Regions from separate parts of the Mus musculus genome. Here all the other regions are linked to region 3. A link is a contact called in public HiChIP or PLAC-seq and promoter capture Hi-C data. All regions are on one chromosome and are shown on one strand. Each heading gives the region's core, a stretch centred on a gene start, on an enhancer-like site or on the middle of the called end of the contact. The rest is flanking DNA. Distances are from core to core; before and after follow the strand shown.

Evidence for each region. HiChIP or PLAC-seq counts read pairs in DNA pulled down with a chosen protein or histone mark. Capture Hi-C pulls out chosen DNA fragments and counts their contacts.
Region 1: a contact with region 3 is called in a promoter capture Hi-C map of liver. The contact joins the promoter of Tspan17 here to the promoter of Hk3 in region 3. A contact is called at or near these places in 27 of 39 promoter capture datasets (the 3T3-L1 cell line, 3T3-L1-derived adipocytes, the C10 cell line and 16 more), 8 of 15 datasets of contacts at CTCF or cohesin (CD8 T cells, the NIH/3T3 cell line, embryonic stem cells and 4 more), 22 of 484 Hi-C or Micro-C datasets (the AtT-20 cell line, B cells, the HL-1 cell line and 14 more), 25 of 115 datasets of contacts at active chromatin or transcription factors (VIP interneurons, acute myeloid leukemia, bone marrow-derived macrophages and 14 more) and 5 of 9 other capture datasets (adipose tissue, bone marrow-derived macrophages, liver and 2 more).
Region 2: an H3K27ac HiChIP or PLAC-seq map of microglia shows a contact between it and region 3, with 6 times the contacts expected there. The contact joins the enhancer-like site here to the promoter of Hk3 in region 3. A contact is called at or near these places in 23 of 39 promoter capture datasets (the 3T3-L1 cell line, 3T3-L1-derived adipocytes, the C10 cell line and 14 more), 12 of 484 Hi-C or Micro-C datasets (the HL-1 cell line, the N1E-115 cell line, bone marrow-derived macrophages and 9 more), 6 of 115 datasets of contacts at active chromatin or transcription factors (bone marrow-derived macrophages, embryonic basal ganglia, embryonic stem cells and 2 more) and 4 of 9 other capture datasets (adipose tissue, liver, macrophages and 1 more).
Region 4: a contact with region 3 is called in a promoter capture Hi-C map of adipose tissue. The contact joins the promoter of Sncb here to the promoter of Hk3 in region 3. A contact is called at or near these places in 9 of 39 promoter capture datasets (the 3T3-L1 cell line, the C10 cell line, the SN4741 cell line and 5 more), 6 of 115 datasets of contacts at active chromatin or transcription factors (SST interneurons, astrocytes, embryonic forebrain and 3 more) and 1 of 9 other capture datasets (adipose tissue).

Annotation. Positions count from the first base shown.
Region 1 is chr13:54,787,486-54,790,756 of GRCm38.p6, reverse strand. Tspan17 (tetraspanin 17) reads right to left here and starts at 1,352. Exons shown (of 8, transcript NM_028841.3): 1 at 1,076-1,352. The coding sequence starts at 1,162. It overlaps Eif4e1b (eukaryotic translation initiation factor 4E family member 1B), which reads right to left. Exons shown (of 7, transcript NM_001033269.3): 7 at 2,298-3,271.
Region 2 is chr13:54,817,129-54,820,388 of GRCm38.p6, reverse strand. No RefSeq gene overlaps it. Among named protein-coding and RNA genes, the nearest start is that of Tspan17, 29 kb to the right of the region's middle. Within about 2 kb of position 1,733, at least 24 of the 459 cell types and tissues checked have an H3K27ac peak or open chromatin away from gene starts, as enhancers often do. A contact at or near this core is called in bone marrow-derived macrophages and microglia, where this site is marked.
Region 3 is chr13:55,019,584-55,022,681 of GRCm38.p6, reverse strand. Hk3 (hexokinase 3) reads left to right here and starts at 1,297. Exons shown (of 19, transcript NM_001033245.4): 1 at 1,297-1,536.
Region 4 is chr13:54,764,658-54,768,031 of GRCm38.p6, reverse strand. It overlaps Sncb (synuclein, beta), which reads left to right and starts at 1,437. Exons shown (of 6, transcript NM_033610.3): 1 at 1,437-1,727; 2 at 2,340-2,469. The coding sequence starts at 2,349.

The DNA.
Region 1 (3,271 bases), core at 103-2,602, 230 kb after region 3:
TAAGGCAGTCGGGAGAATGTGCCTCATCAGAATTCATGTGTTACTAAGCTGGGTGTGATGGCTCACACCTGTAATCCCAGCACCCAAGAAACTCAGACAGGAAAACTGCAGCAAATTGCAAGCCAGAATGGGCTAGAGTGAGACCCTGTCTCAACAACAAAAAACTCTCGTTTAATCTAACAACCCAGAAGGATAAACTCCAATACTGGCTCCTCCAAGGCTGGAAAGCTAAAGCCCAGAGAGCAAAGAGGCTCGCCCAAAAGCCTCTGGACAAGGCCTGCTACACTCAGGCCCTTTGACTTCCAGGCCAGCGCTCCCTGTAGCTGCCCACACCCTACAGAACAGAAGACTGCTGACATCCAAGGACACCCACCACAGGGCAAACCCGACGGCTCGTGGGTGGAGAACAGAGCCGCTGAATCCTGCTGAATGCAAGTGGGAAAGGCCTGGCATAAAGGACAGCAAGCACAGCCCGGCTTTGGCGATAGGATGGGGGAGGGAGAAGAGAAAGATGACTTGGCAGGACCAGGACACAGATGCCACACAGAAGGAAGCCTCTGTTTGTTTGGTCAGCTATGGAATGCTGAATTCTGTTCCCAAGGGACAGTTCCCTGTTCTCAACTGGAGCTCCTCTCCCTGCAGAGGCAGAGGCCTTGGCTTTCCTCTCTCCTAACCTCCTGGCTCACAAGCTTCTGAGCGTCTGTAGGGTAGACTCGGGGCTAGGACCCAGCCTCGCGAACCTCACCGCACCATGCTGGGAGCTGGAGTGGCCGGGAGGCGGGGCGGGGCTGGTCCGCAACTACCGCGCCCCTGCAGTCTTCCGGCAAACGCCGCCCCCTTTTTCGCCCAAACTTGGGGCTGCAAAGAGAGACTCCCAGCACCTCCTGCTGGGACTGGGTCCCGCCCCCCAGCTATCCCAGTAGCTCCCCAGAATAGTTGGGGACGGGGCATCGGGGTGGAGGGGGTGGGGGACAGTCCCTGGTCGCAAGCTCCTGAGACGGGATCTCCCTCACCAGCAACTGAGACTCCCTAACCCCTATCCTCAGCGCAGAGCGAGAAGCGGACTCGCGCTCACCCAGAAGACAATGTTGAAGCCAAACAGGAAGTATTTCCCGCAGCAGCCGACCTCAGGGTCCTGGAATTGCTGGTGCTTGCCGGGCATGGTGAGCGGCCACCTGCCGTCCCGGGAACCCGAGCCGGTGACCGGCCCAGCCCTCTGCGGGCCGCCCAGGCCTGGAGCAGCCCCGGGCCTAGCCCGGTGGCTGCGGCTTCATGGTCAAAGCCACACAGCTCACCGGCTGCCCCGCCCGCTGTGGCACCGCCCACGGCGCTCGGACAGCCACACCCGGAGTGCGGTGCCCTCATCCGACCCCGCCCTCCAACAGCGCTCCGGCCCCGCCCACAGTGTCAGTCCACACCCCGCCCCAGCAAGGCTCGGTCTTCTTGGAGCCCCGCCCACGACCCCGTCCCAGTCAAGTTCAGTCCTCACGGGCCCCGCCCATAACCACGACTCCGCCCCCAGCCGGGCTTAATCCTCTCAGGCTCCGCCCATGCCTAGCCGCTGTCCTCCCGCAGTCCCGCCTACGCCCCGCCCAAGGCTCTGCCCTAGCTAACTTCTGTTCTCGAGCTCCGCCTCTAAACCGGGTCCCGCCTCTGATGAGCCCCAAACCCCGCCTCCAACCGGCCTCAGTCCTCCTGGAGCTCCGCCCTACTCAGCCTCAGTTCTGAGCCACAGTCGGCCTTCTTGGAGCCACGCCCAAGACATCCGTCTTTTTTTTTTTTTTATGGTCCACAGGTCTCACTTCTCCCCAAGACCCTGCCTCTGGGCCAGGCTTTGGCTACACCCCAGTCACACTCAACCCCTTGCAACCCCCACCTCTGAAGAGTCCCCGTCTCCTCTCTAAGTCCGTCCTCCAGTTAGCTTCTCTCAAGTTCCCCAAGTCCTCCAGAGGCCCCAGATGAGCCAACTGGCAAAGCTGGTGAGCCAAGTGTGAATAATTACAGTGGATCTCCAGTCTAAGATTCAAGAACCAGAGGAGTCCACTCCCCAGGGATAAGTGGTTGGGAATAGTGGGACCAATGAACAGTGCCATGCATTCACACACAGTGTAGTTGAATACAAACAGGCTGGCGTGCCATGCCACGCCTGTTCTGTTTTGCCTATTCCTATGGTCGCCCTGTCCCATACCTACTTGACTGCCTTGATACCTGGGATTCACCAGAGTCCTTCTGATGCAAAACAGGACAGAGCAGATGCAGGTTTAGGTACGTCTGATCTTAAATATTTAGATTCCAAGTTTGTTCCAGAAGTGTTTATTTAGATACAGAAAGGGCCTTAAGCATCATCAGCATCAAGTGAATCCCTCCTAACAAGACCACGGTGAAGCCTAACTACCACTGTAATCTCTTCACTCATGAAGGTTTATCCATCCATCATTTCAGCAGGAGGAGACACACAGAATCCATAGGACTGTCTTCAGATGGGAAGGCTGTGCAGGGCATTCCCAGTTCCCAGTCCTACCTGTCTTTACACAAATTCCTCTCTAACCTAGTCCATACTTGAAGGGGGGGGGGAGGAGAGAGGGAGGGAGGGAGAGAGGGAGGGAGGGAGAGAGGGAGGGAGGGAGAGAGGGAGGGAGGGAGGGAGGGAGGCAGGGAGACAGGGAGGGAGGGAGGGAGAGAGGGAGGGAGAGAGGGAGGGAGAGAAGGAAGGAAAGAGGGAGGGAGGGAAAGAGGGAGGGAGGGAAAGAGGGAGGGAGGGAGAACCCAATCACAACTGGTCCAGGGAAGGAACAGGTGTTAGGATGGGTACCCAAGCTACAGATCTGATGAGGGTAACCCCATAATCAGCCTTTAAGCTCACAGAGAACTGAACTCCTAACCCTTAATATCAGTGGCCTGGAACCATCCTCCCAAGACAGAAGAGCCTGCCTCAGGAGTCTCCTGTCCTTGTTTGGCAGGGTTGTGCCAGGACTTTGCTTTACCCTGCCCTTGGCAAATGGCCACGTACAGGGCTAGCGATTGAGAGTAGTTTATAAGCATTGGCCAGCTGCCATGAGGCCTGAGCCCAAAACATGCTGAAGAAGTTATTATGGATGCAGGCACAGTGATGAGCTGTGGCAGTCCCAGGTCTGTAGGCTGAAGCAGGAGAGTGGCTTAAGCCCACAAATACGAGGCCAACCTGGGCAACAGGTAAAACCTTATCTAAGGAGTGGTGCTTATACATGTTCCAAGAGAGGTAAAGAACCAGGCTGTCTGCCTCCCCCAAGCC
Region 2 (3,260 bases), core at 484-2,983, 200 kb after region 3:
GCGACCCAGGTGGATGGAAAAGGCTCACCTCTCCTGAGTAGTTCCCAAGGCCCTGAGGTTCTGAGAATGCTTGGGGACTCTAGTTTGGCTACTTATCTCCTGCCCACGATTCCCCCAGGCATGGTACTTTAAAACTGTCTCCACTCACCAGTGGACGATATTCTGGTCAGTTCACATGCACGCACATACACACACACATAGACACACACACATGCACACATATATACACATTTGTACACACATACACATATGCACATACATATGTACACATGCACACAAATACACACATATGTACACACATATGCACATGCACACACATACACACATGCACACACATACATACTTGCACATAAACACACATATACACAAAAACACATATGCACACACACATACACAAACATTCACACACATACTCATATGCACATACATACACACATGTACACACTTACACACACATGCACACACACACACACACATAGCATCAGCAACTCCTCTACTCATCTGCTCTGGAGAAAACCCTGTTCTTGTACCTGAAAAGAGGGAAAGGGGTGTTCCTTGAATCACATTTGTAGTTGTGGAGAATTGGAAACTACCAATCGGTGCATTGAGGGGACAGGAACCCTGAGTGACAGTTCTGGGAACAGCCTAGAACCAACTGTGCCTACACAGAACTTGGAAACATGTTGAGTGAAAGTAGGTTGAATGACCCAGAACGGGTCTTTCCTCTTTAGAAACGGGGGAATACCCACAAAAACAGAACTGACATTTTAAAAGTCTCTGTGTAATTATAAAGCAAGAGGAGTAGGTTGTTGCCCCTGGGTTGGGCCAGAGGGGCCAGGACTAGGGCAAATGGACACCAGGAGTTTCGCCTGTAGTGTTCTAACCTTTCCTTTTATATGTACATATATGTGTGTATGTGTGTGCATGAGTATGTGTGTACATGTTTGTGTATGTGTGTGCATGTATGTGTGTGCATATGTGTGTGTATATATGTGTGTGTGTATATGTATGTATGTATGTGTGTATATATATATATATCTTCAAACACACTAGAAGAGGGCATTGGATCCCATTACAGATGGTTGGGAGCCACCATGCAGCTGCTGGGATTTGAACTCAGGACCTCTGGAAGAGCAGTCAGTGCTCTTAACCACCAAGCCATCTCTCCAGCCTCTCGAACTTTTTCAAAGGGAGAACAACATGCCAAACAAAAGGATTCCAGTGCTGCGCTGTCCCTCACAAGGACCCTCCAGGCTGCCCTGCCCTGCCCTCCTCGTCCCCTGCCATACACACACACACACACACACACACACACACCGTCCTCTACCCCTCCATGGACCCGGGGCTGAAGGCTGTTAGGTCTTCCATTTAAAACTCCTCAAGCTTGCAGCACGGGGAGTTCCTTATTCCCTCTCAGATGTAGCTGTCTGTCAGCAGTAATAGTCTCTTTCGATTTCATTTCCTTCAGCTCCTGCCAGCCACTGCCAAGCGCCTCCTTCCCATCCCGGCCTCACCCCTCCTCAGCCCCCAAGTCAAGGGAAAAAAATACATTTTTGCCTTTACTATGATGTATGTGATCCCATAAAATAGTGAAACAGATATGAAAGGTTGAGGGGAGGTAGATAAATGGCTCCTATTATTCTACCAATCAAATGAAATACCTCTCCACATCCTCATTTGAATGATAATAAAACTCCGAGAGGCTGCCGCTCTCTGTTGTCACCACCGCTAGCAGCTCTGTGGCTACAGACCAAGGTAACCTTGGGGTGTCCTCCGCAGAGGCCAGCATTCGGCTCCTCTGGCTCCTCTAGTCTCCCCCTCCCCCAACCAAGGAATCCCCCTCCTCTCACTTCCCCTCCCTTCCCTGCTCTAACCGGACAGCACTGGACCGTTATACACCTATTTGCTCAACCCCCATACCCTCCGAGATCCACAGGGTGGAATCAAAAGCCAGGGTCACTGCAGAATACCCTTCTCTCTGCCACAGCCTGTCACTTGAGGTCCCAGCCCCCTTCCCAGTGACCTCCACAGAAAGCCTCTGGCTATCTGCTGGTGTAGCCCTGTCCTCCAACCTGGGCAGTGTCACAAGCCCCATCCGTAGATGGATAGGGCTTATGTGTGGGCTATTCCGCTCCAAATTCCCTGCAGGCTGGTGCCACACTGGGTGCTTATGCAGTCTCGTTCATTCATTCCACGTACATTTTGAGAACAGGCCCTCCTACCCACAGACACAGGACCAGAGGAAGAGCTGGTGCCAAGCTACCTTCAGTGGGTTCCAGTGGGAGTGGGACCACCCGCTCTGAGCCTGACGTAAACAGGCCTTCCAATGGTTAGGCCTTAGAGTCTACAGTGTGGCTTCCCCTGTATCTCAGGTGCCTGCTTTGAGCTTGACTGAGGTCAACCCAACTCTCAACCACTGGGGGACACTAATGGCTTTTGTCTTCCATTCACTCCCCCTCACCTTGTCAGGAAATGAGTGGCCTTCACCTTTTCCCATCAAGGCCATGCTGGCTGCTGTCAGTCCTGGAGTCCACCCTGAGGGTAATAACCTGGGGGGGGAGCCAAGCTGGCCCCTCTTGGTTCTTTGGTTCTTAGCAGAATTTCTCATCTTGGTGGCAGCCCTCTAAAGAGAGGCCTGTCATGGCAGATGGTCCTTTATTTCAACGGTTTAGGCTAGAATTTTTCAGTTTTACAGTGTTGGAAGTGCCTATCCAGACAACCGTCCTGTTTCTCACTTTCAGCGTTATGTTCAATAAATTACCTGTGATGTTCAACACTTTATTTTAAATAGGCTTGTGTTAATGATTTGCCCAACGATGCTAATGAACACTTCTCAGGACAGCAGACTAGGCGAGTAAGCCATGATGCTCTGTGGGGCTGGAGGGCAGGGTGGTTTAGAGCGTTTTCCAATTAACAATAGTTTCAACTTACAATCAGTCTAAAGGCCTGGATACACAACATGTGCATGCATGCACTCGCACACGCACGCACACGCATGCACACACACACACACACACGCACGCACACGCACATACCATTCTGACCCAACTTTCACACTTTTTTTCCAGGTACTCTGCTTCACTAAGGTGGCTAAGTTTTTGGTCAGAGACTGACCAAGGTATGGACTATACCCAAGCTACCCCCCCCCAAGGCACTGGGACTTCTGTGTCACCTGCTGAACTGGGACACTCATTGTCTTTCTCTCCTTTGCAATAAATCCCTCTTCTCTCCAGTACTGGTGTCAATGCCTGGCCCACATA
Region 3 (3,098 bases), core at 48-2,547:
GTATCCAGGAAACTGCAGGTAGGGCTGTATTTGCCGTGTTTATAGGTCAGATCACATCAAAGCTGCTACAGGAGCCACCTCTGCTCGCCTGTGTCCTGTGGAGGCCTTCACTAACTGAATAATAGCATGACTGCTAAATAGCAGTCTTGTGCCCACCAATTTGCCTGAGTTCTAACAGGCACTTAGAAGCTGCTTTTGTTAGGCATTGTGTCTGACTACAGCTTGCTCTGCATGGACATGCTAATTACTCAGGGAGTGCCTGTCTCTCTGACCCATCTCTTCCTTCAAGGCTGAAGGCACAAAGTTAGGTCACGTCCTAAACCTCAGTCATTTTGTATTCTGGGACCAGCAAAGTCTCGCAGGATAGCACTTTCCTCTCAAATGACAAGTGTGGTATCCAGACTGGCCTCCTTTGGATGACAGAAGAGCTTGTCAGACTACCTTGCAGGATAAGAGCTGAGAGTGAGGGGGTGGAAGCACACCTGGATCAATACTGCTAACTTATGTGTATCTCTTGACTCTGCCCCACTCCTTCACTGTTTGAGCATAAAGCTCTTCTAAGTACCCTGCAGAGAGTCCTGGAGGTCACTGGACCCCTTTATCTGTCCCTCTTCCAAACACACACTGCTTTTCATTATTATTCATTTCTTTAGTTGATATATTGGGGGTAGCTGAACACACACACACACACACACACACACACACACACACACACACACATGCTTAGTTCCCCAAGACTGTATTTCAGGAAAACAGTTAAGTGGAAAAGCAGTGTAGTGGCCAGTAGAGTAGCTCCACAGAAGCTTAAGAACTCTATCTTCCACAAGAGAAGACCCCCAGGCAAACCTCTTGCCCCATCTTGCCTTACGGACTCTTTAGACTTCTCGGCCTGGCAGTTACTTCTTCCGCCATGTATCTCAACTACGGGCATTCTCATTAGGTCCTGAGAGCTATACCTGATTCTATCACACACACACACACACACACACACACGCACGCACGACTCTTGACTGCATACATGCTCTCTTCTTTGTGAAAGGACTTCACCAACTTGCCCTGCCCACTCTCCTGCAGTCATGATGGCCCTTCCTCTTAGGCTCCTACATTGCTTCTTACACAGTTCTGCTTACTACATTTTGACACGTTGCCTAGTTCAACCACAAATTTCTAGGCTGGTCTCCGCTTCTTTCCAAGGAACTTGGCACTTGAAAACTTTGTGTATAACACGAACAGCGCTCCTAGCGCTGCTGAGAGAATATTTTGGAGTTCTTAACCTCGTTGGGCCTTCAACTTCCTGTGGTCATCTGGCTTGTTTGTACCATGGCCCTGCCCATTCTGGGCTCCGTTGAGAGCAGATTTGTAGGGAAGTGCCCTTTCCTGAATTAGCAGATTTCGGTTAAGTGGCTACAGAGGAAGGTGGAGCTTGGGGAGCTGACCCAGAGTTTTCACTTTTGAGTTTAGTCCAGTATCACTGTGGTCATATTTGGGAGAAGAGCTGAGCCCCCGAGGAAGGTGATCAACTTCTGAATCTCCCAGGTAAGCACTTCCTCTAATTCCTGCAGGCCTCGTCTCAAGCCCTCGGCTTATCCTATGGCTAATGGAGGTTAGCAAGACTGTGCTATGAGTTCTCACTGGTGACGGTGGTGCCCAGCCTCAGGACCGGTCTCTAGAATACCATTCAAAAGCAGCACTTTGGAACCATGTCTGATTCAGATGAGAAAAGTCAAGAAGCTCTTAATTCAAACATGTGTAGACTTTCGACTTGTTTCTGGTGACAGTGGAATGGAGACATGCCCCTCACTGGAAGAAGAGAGAGGTCCAAATGTATGAACCTAGAGTTTAAATCCTAGGGTTCCTTGCAGGAAACCTCATCGTCTGGCACGTGCGGAGTAAATGTTGAGTGTGCGAGCAGGTAAGTATGTGAATGATTGTGTTAGCTGGGCCTTGAACGAAGATAGTTGCGTCAGTTACCTTATTTTATCCTTTAACAGACTACTGGAATGTATGTTCTCTTCTGACAGATTGGAAACTAAGTGGTGATACACACACACACACACACACACACACACACACACACACATATAATTTAGGGGAGAGTTGTCAGAAACAAATTTCTTGCTTTACCAAATCTACTGCCTCCTTTTGAGACAGGGTCTCACTATGTGGCCCAGGTTGTCCTCAAACTCCTGATACTCCTGCCTCAGTCAACCAAGTGCTATGTTTACAGGCACGAGCACCAGGTCTAAATTTGCCCAACCCTGTCCCGGAATTGAAGTGCAGAGGTGACTCAGACATCACAAGGTTATGAGGCTAGCCCTTCAGAAATGGGGACCAACTTAAGTGAAAACTAAAAAGCAGATGACAGGGAGTCAGCATGTGTGGAGTTCAGAAGCTCAAGGAGTAGCAAGAGGAAGCTTGGGGTGAGGGCAAATGAGGATCCTGCAGTAGTACCACAGAGTTTGGCTCCATCTGTGGGAGGAGCCATGACAGCGTGAGCCGGGCTAGATTCAACCTGCGGAAGCAGAAATATCAGGAGACTCCTGGAATAGTCAGTAGTTGTGGGGACAAGAAAGAGAGGACAGGCATTAAAGTTCTTTCTCAGAGCCCCAGCTAGGGGCTAAGTGACTGTTCCCTTCTAAGCAAAACTCTTGATGCTTCTGGCCAAGTTGAGGGCAGATTTGTGGAAGGCTAGTGGAGAAAGGAATCTGCCTTTGTTGTGTTCAAGGGACCGCTACACTGCCATGGTGTGATCTAACAGACTGCTAGGATTGGCATTTGGATTAGGTCAGTGCCTGACTTGGAAGCTCCGACACACGAGTTTTAATGGTGAAATGGACTGAGTGTAGAGGAAGGCAGAAAGTTGTCCTTGGAGGCTTGGAAACCGTCCTATGTATTTAAAGGCAGAGGAGAAGAGTTACTTACTGATGAAGACCCAGGAAGACTGGGTCATGATAGACTGTCTGCAGGGGCCAAGGAAAGAAAGAATGCAGGAGCAGAGGGTCTCCAGAGGCTTAGGACTGGGCGGGAGGGGAAACATCGTCACACACACTTCTCAAAAACACCTGCCTCCTGGTGGATTGCTAAGGATTCTTTACTGG
Region 4 (3,374 bases), core at 188-2,687, 250 kb after region 3:
AGCTTGCTCAACACCTACAATCTTTGCACCGGCTTCTCACTAACACCATCTTTACTCATTAGTGTGTTGTTGATACGTGGGGTGGGGGCAGGGGAGAGACAGCTCATGGCTCCCAACCACACCATCACACTGTGCCACTGGGTGGATGTGCTATAAGGAAGTAACCAGATCTCTAAGAGGACGTTTAGAGCATTGTCAGTGTTTCCTACAGTGACTGTCCCGGCCCACGTGTAAGTGTGCACACGCAAGAATAGAGATCCGCAGGGTGAGTTCCTGGAAGGGGCACTGCTGATCCAAAAGGAGCATGCATTTATAGTCCTAGGAAACACTGCCAAACTGGCCTTCTTAAAGCCTCTGCCAACTTACAGCCCTACCACAGCCATGAGCATCCCCCCCCCCCCCGTGCCCTACTGTCTGCTGTTGGCACACCTCATCTCTCAAACGCCCAGACCAGCACTTCTGCCACCACTGCCCTCATCTGTGTTATATATCGTTAGCTTAAAACGCTCTTCTGATCTTGTTCCCGAGGGAAAACCTTACCCACCCCACGAGCCCCAAACTAAGTGCCACTTCCTTTTTACTTCTTTCCCTGACTCCCTGAGCTCACAGGGTCCCTTTCATCTGGGATGCCACACCTGCTTGGGTATAATTCTTTTATAGAACTGACTGAGGTCCTGCCGTGCATCTGGAATGCCCTCCCATAACCATAAACCATATGCTCTTGTCTGGGTCTTGAGCAGGTTGCACTGCATCCTGACTGCCCGTCAGCATGGTGGTGCCTCCCAGCCTTTGCCCTTGAGGGTCTGGTTCTGTGGATCTCACCCCCACCTGTCTAGGCCTACCTTGTTGCTTCTCCCGGATCTGTCTATTCCAAGTCGTTTCTTGGAAGAGGCCTTTGCTGTCTACCTACTTTGCCTCAAGTCCATTTCTTACATCAGCATTTCTCTGTCTTCCTATCTACTCTCACAGGCTGAAGTAACCCTGTATGATTCAAGTGTGGATACATTGATTTTGTTTCCTGCCTCTTGTCTCTGCACAGCCATGAGCGCGTCTTCCTGAGATACGAACCCTGCTTTTCTTTAGCACTGTTTCCACCCAACCTGCACCACCCATCCAAGCGGTGCCTAGAAGGGCATTGACTCCCTCCATTGGTTCTACAGAAGAGGAACCTTGCGTTTCAAAAGGTGAGGTAGGTAGTTCAAGATCCCACAGCTACTAACAAACGCAGCTAGGATTGGAATCGCTCTGAACTTCCAAGCCAACCGCATAATTTCTACACCAGTCCTCTCTCGCCGCATTGCCACCTCCCACCATCCTCAAAGACTACTCTTCTCCAGCACTAGGGTCCCCGGCTGCACGTCAGAGGCCCTCCCCTGGAGGCTCGCCTGCTCTGGGGAGATGTCACCCTCCCCGCCCCCTGTCAGTCAGGCGGAGGGGGCGGCGCGGCCACCAGGGGGGAGTGCTGAGCTCAGAGCTGCCGCAGCGCCGGAGCAGGAGCCGGAGCGGAGCCGGAGCGCGCGAGTAGCATCCTTGGTGGCAGAGCACCCAAGGCCAGAGCACTGCTGCACTCCAGCTCAGGAAAGGTGACTCAAGAGCCTGACCACGGCAGGACACCACTGGCCCCGAGTCCATCCATACCCAGCGTAGCCCAGCCCCGCGCATCTGCTCGCAGTAGCAGCCGCTGCCGCCACCACAGCTCCATCCCCCAGCCCGGCCCCGAAACCCAGGTGAGGCTCCGGAAAGAGCACCGAACTGGGGATCCAGGGGGATCTGGGGTAAGATGAGGAGCGGGATGGAGACTGCCCTGGGAGAAACGTGGGCACAGAAAAGGAAAGCGCTAAGCGGGCGCGGGCAGGTGCACTGCAGGATGCGCGTCTGTCCTCTCTGATTGCTACAGTCTGGGTGGACGTGCGGACGTGCGTCCGTGCCCGTGTGCCGGAGTGTCCATGCGCTTCTAAACGCCCCGTGTTCTGTGTGTGTGCACGTGAGCATGTCCATGGTGTGTGTTTGTATGCAGACCGTGTGACTGTTGTGTGTACAGACAGGCCCCGGTGTTCGCGCCGAGCCTAGCTTCCGGTTCTGCGGGCCTGCAGGTTGCAGATCTCCGGATAACTGAGGTGCTGGCCCCTCCCCGCATCCCGGGGTTTCAAGGACGCTAGGACTCGCCGCAGCATAGCTCTGAGGCCTAGACCTGGGAAGTAGAGAGGGTAGGAGGGGGCTCCCGGCCCAGAAGCGCGCCAAGTCTGAGGAAGGGAGGGAGGGGGCACCAGGTCCCCTGGGAGGGCCCGAGTGAGGGTGCAGAGCCAGCGCCCCGGCACTTGTGTGTTCGCCCTCCCCAGGCCGCCAGGATGGACGTGTTCATGAAGGGCCTGTCCATGGCCAAGGAGGGCGTTGTGGCTGCAGCTGAGAAAACCAAGCAGGGGGTCACCGAGGCAGCAGAGAAGACCAAGGAAGGCGTCCTCTATGTCGGTGGGCAAGGGGCTGCAGGGCTGGGTATCTCCTGAGGGTACCAGAAAGGGTCCTCAGAGTGATTGAGGGGTCTGGGCATGAGAATATGAGTCAGCAGATGGGCGAGGTCAGTAGGGGTCACTGGGGACACAGCCAGTCCATGGAATTGGGAGGTGGGGATGGGATGGGAGCTGGTGGAGATGATGTTCAAATGAAAAACCAGGGACCAAGGTGTTGAGCTCTCCAGAGTTTCCTTTTTCTTACCCCGTCATCACTATTAATAGTGACCTGGTGGGGAACCTTTACCTGAGGCCAAGAGCAATGAAATGCTATAGCATCTAACATTCCTGGGCTAGTCTACAGATCAGCGACTCTGGGGCCCTCTGTTAACCACTCTGCCCAAGGTCACACAGCTGGTAAAGCCAGAAGCCCGGGTATAAATCCCGCTGGAAAGCCCCACTTTCCTGGTTATTGGCGGGCTCTCTCCAGCTACCAGCCCCCGCCCCCCCCCCCCACACACACACAGCCTGTGGTTTTACCTTGGCAGTCTCTCCAGTTCATCGTCCCAGCAGCTGCCAGCTGGTATCAGGACAAAGGTCGGGAGGTTAATATCTCTCACCCAAAGTGTGAAAGGGGAGTTTGTAAGGGTTATTTGCATAATGAGAGAAAAGGGCTGGAAATGGAAGTTCACCCCTTGTTTCAGGGCTCAGATCATAGGTTAGGGCTTGCTCTTGTGGAAAAGAGCTGGATGTTTTGTCCAAGGTCATTTGCAGGCTTGGATTGTGACCATTAAAAGCATACTGTGTCTCGAGCGAGCGTTGTGTGGATGCCGAGAGAACAACGGAGCTGTGATCTCCTCACGGCAAGGCGCAGCATTTCAGGGGCAGGATCTGACATCGAGCAGCAAGTGTGGGGATCATTTGGGG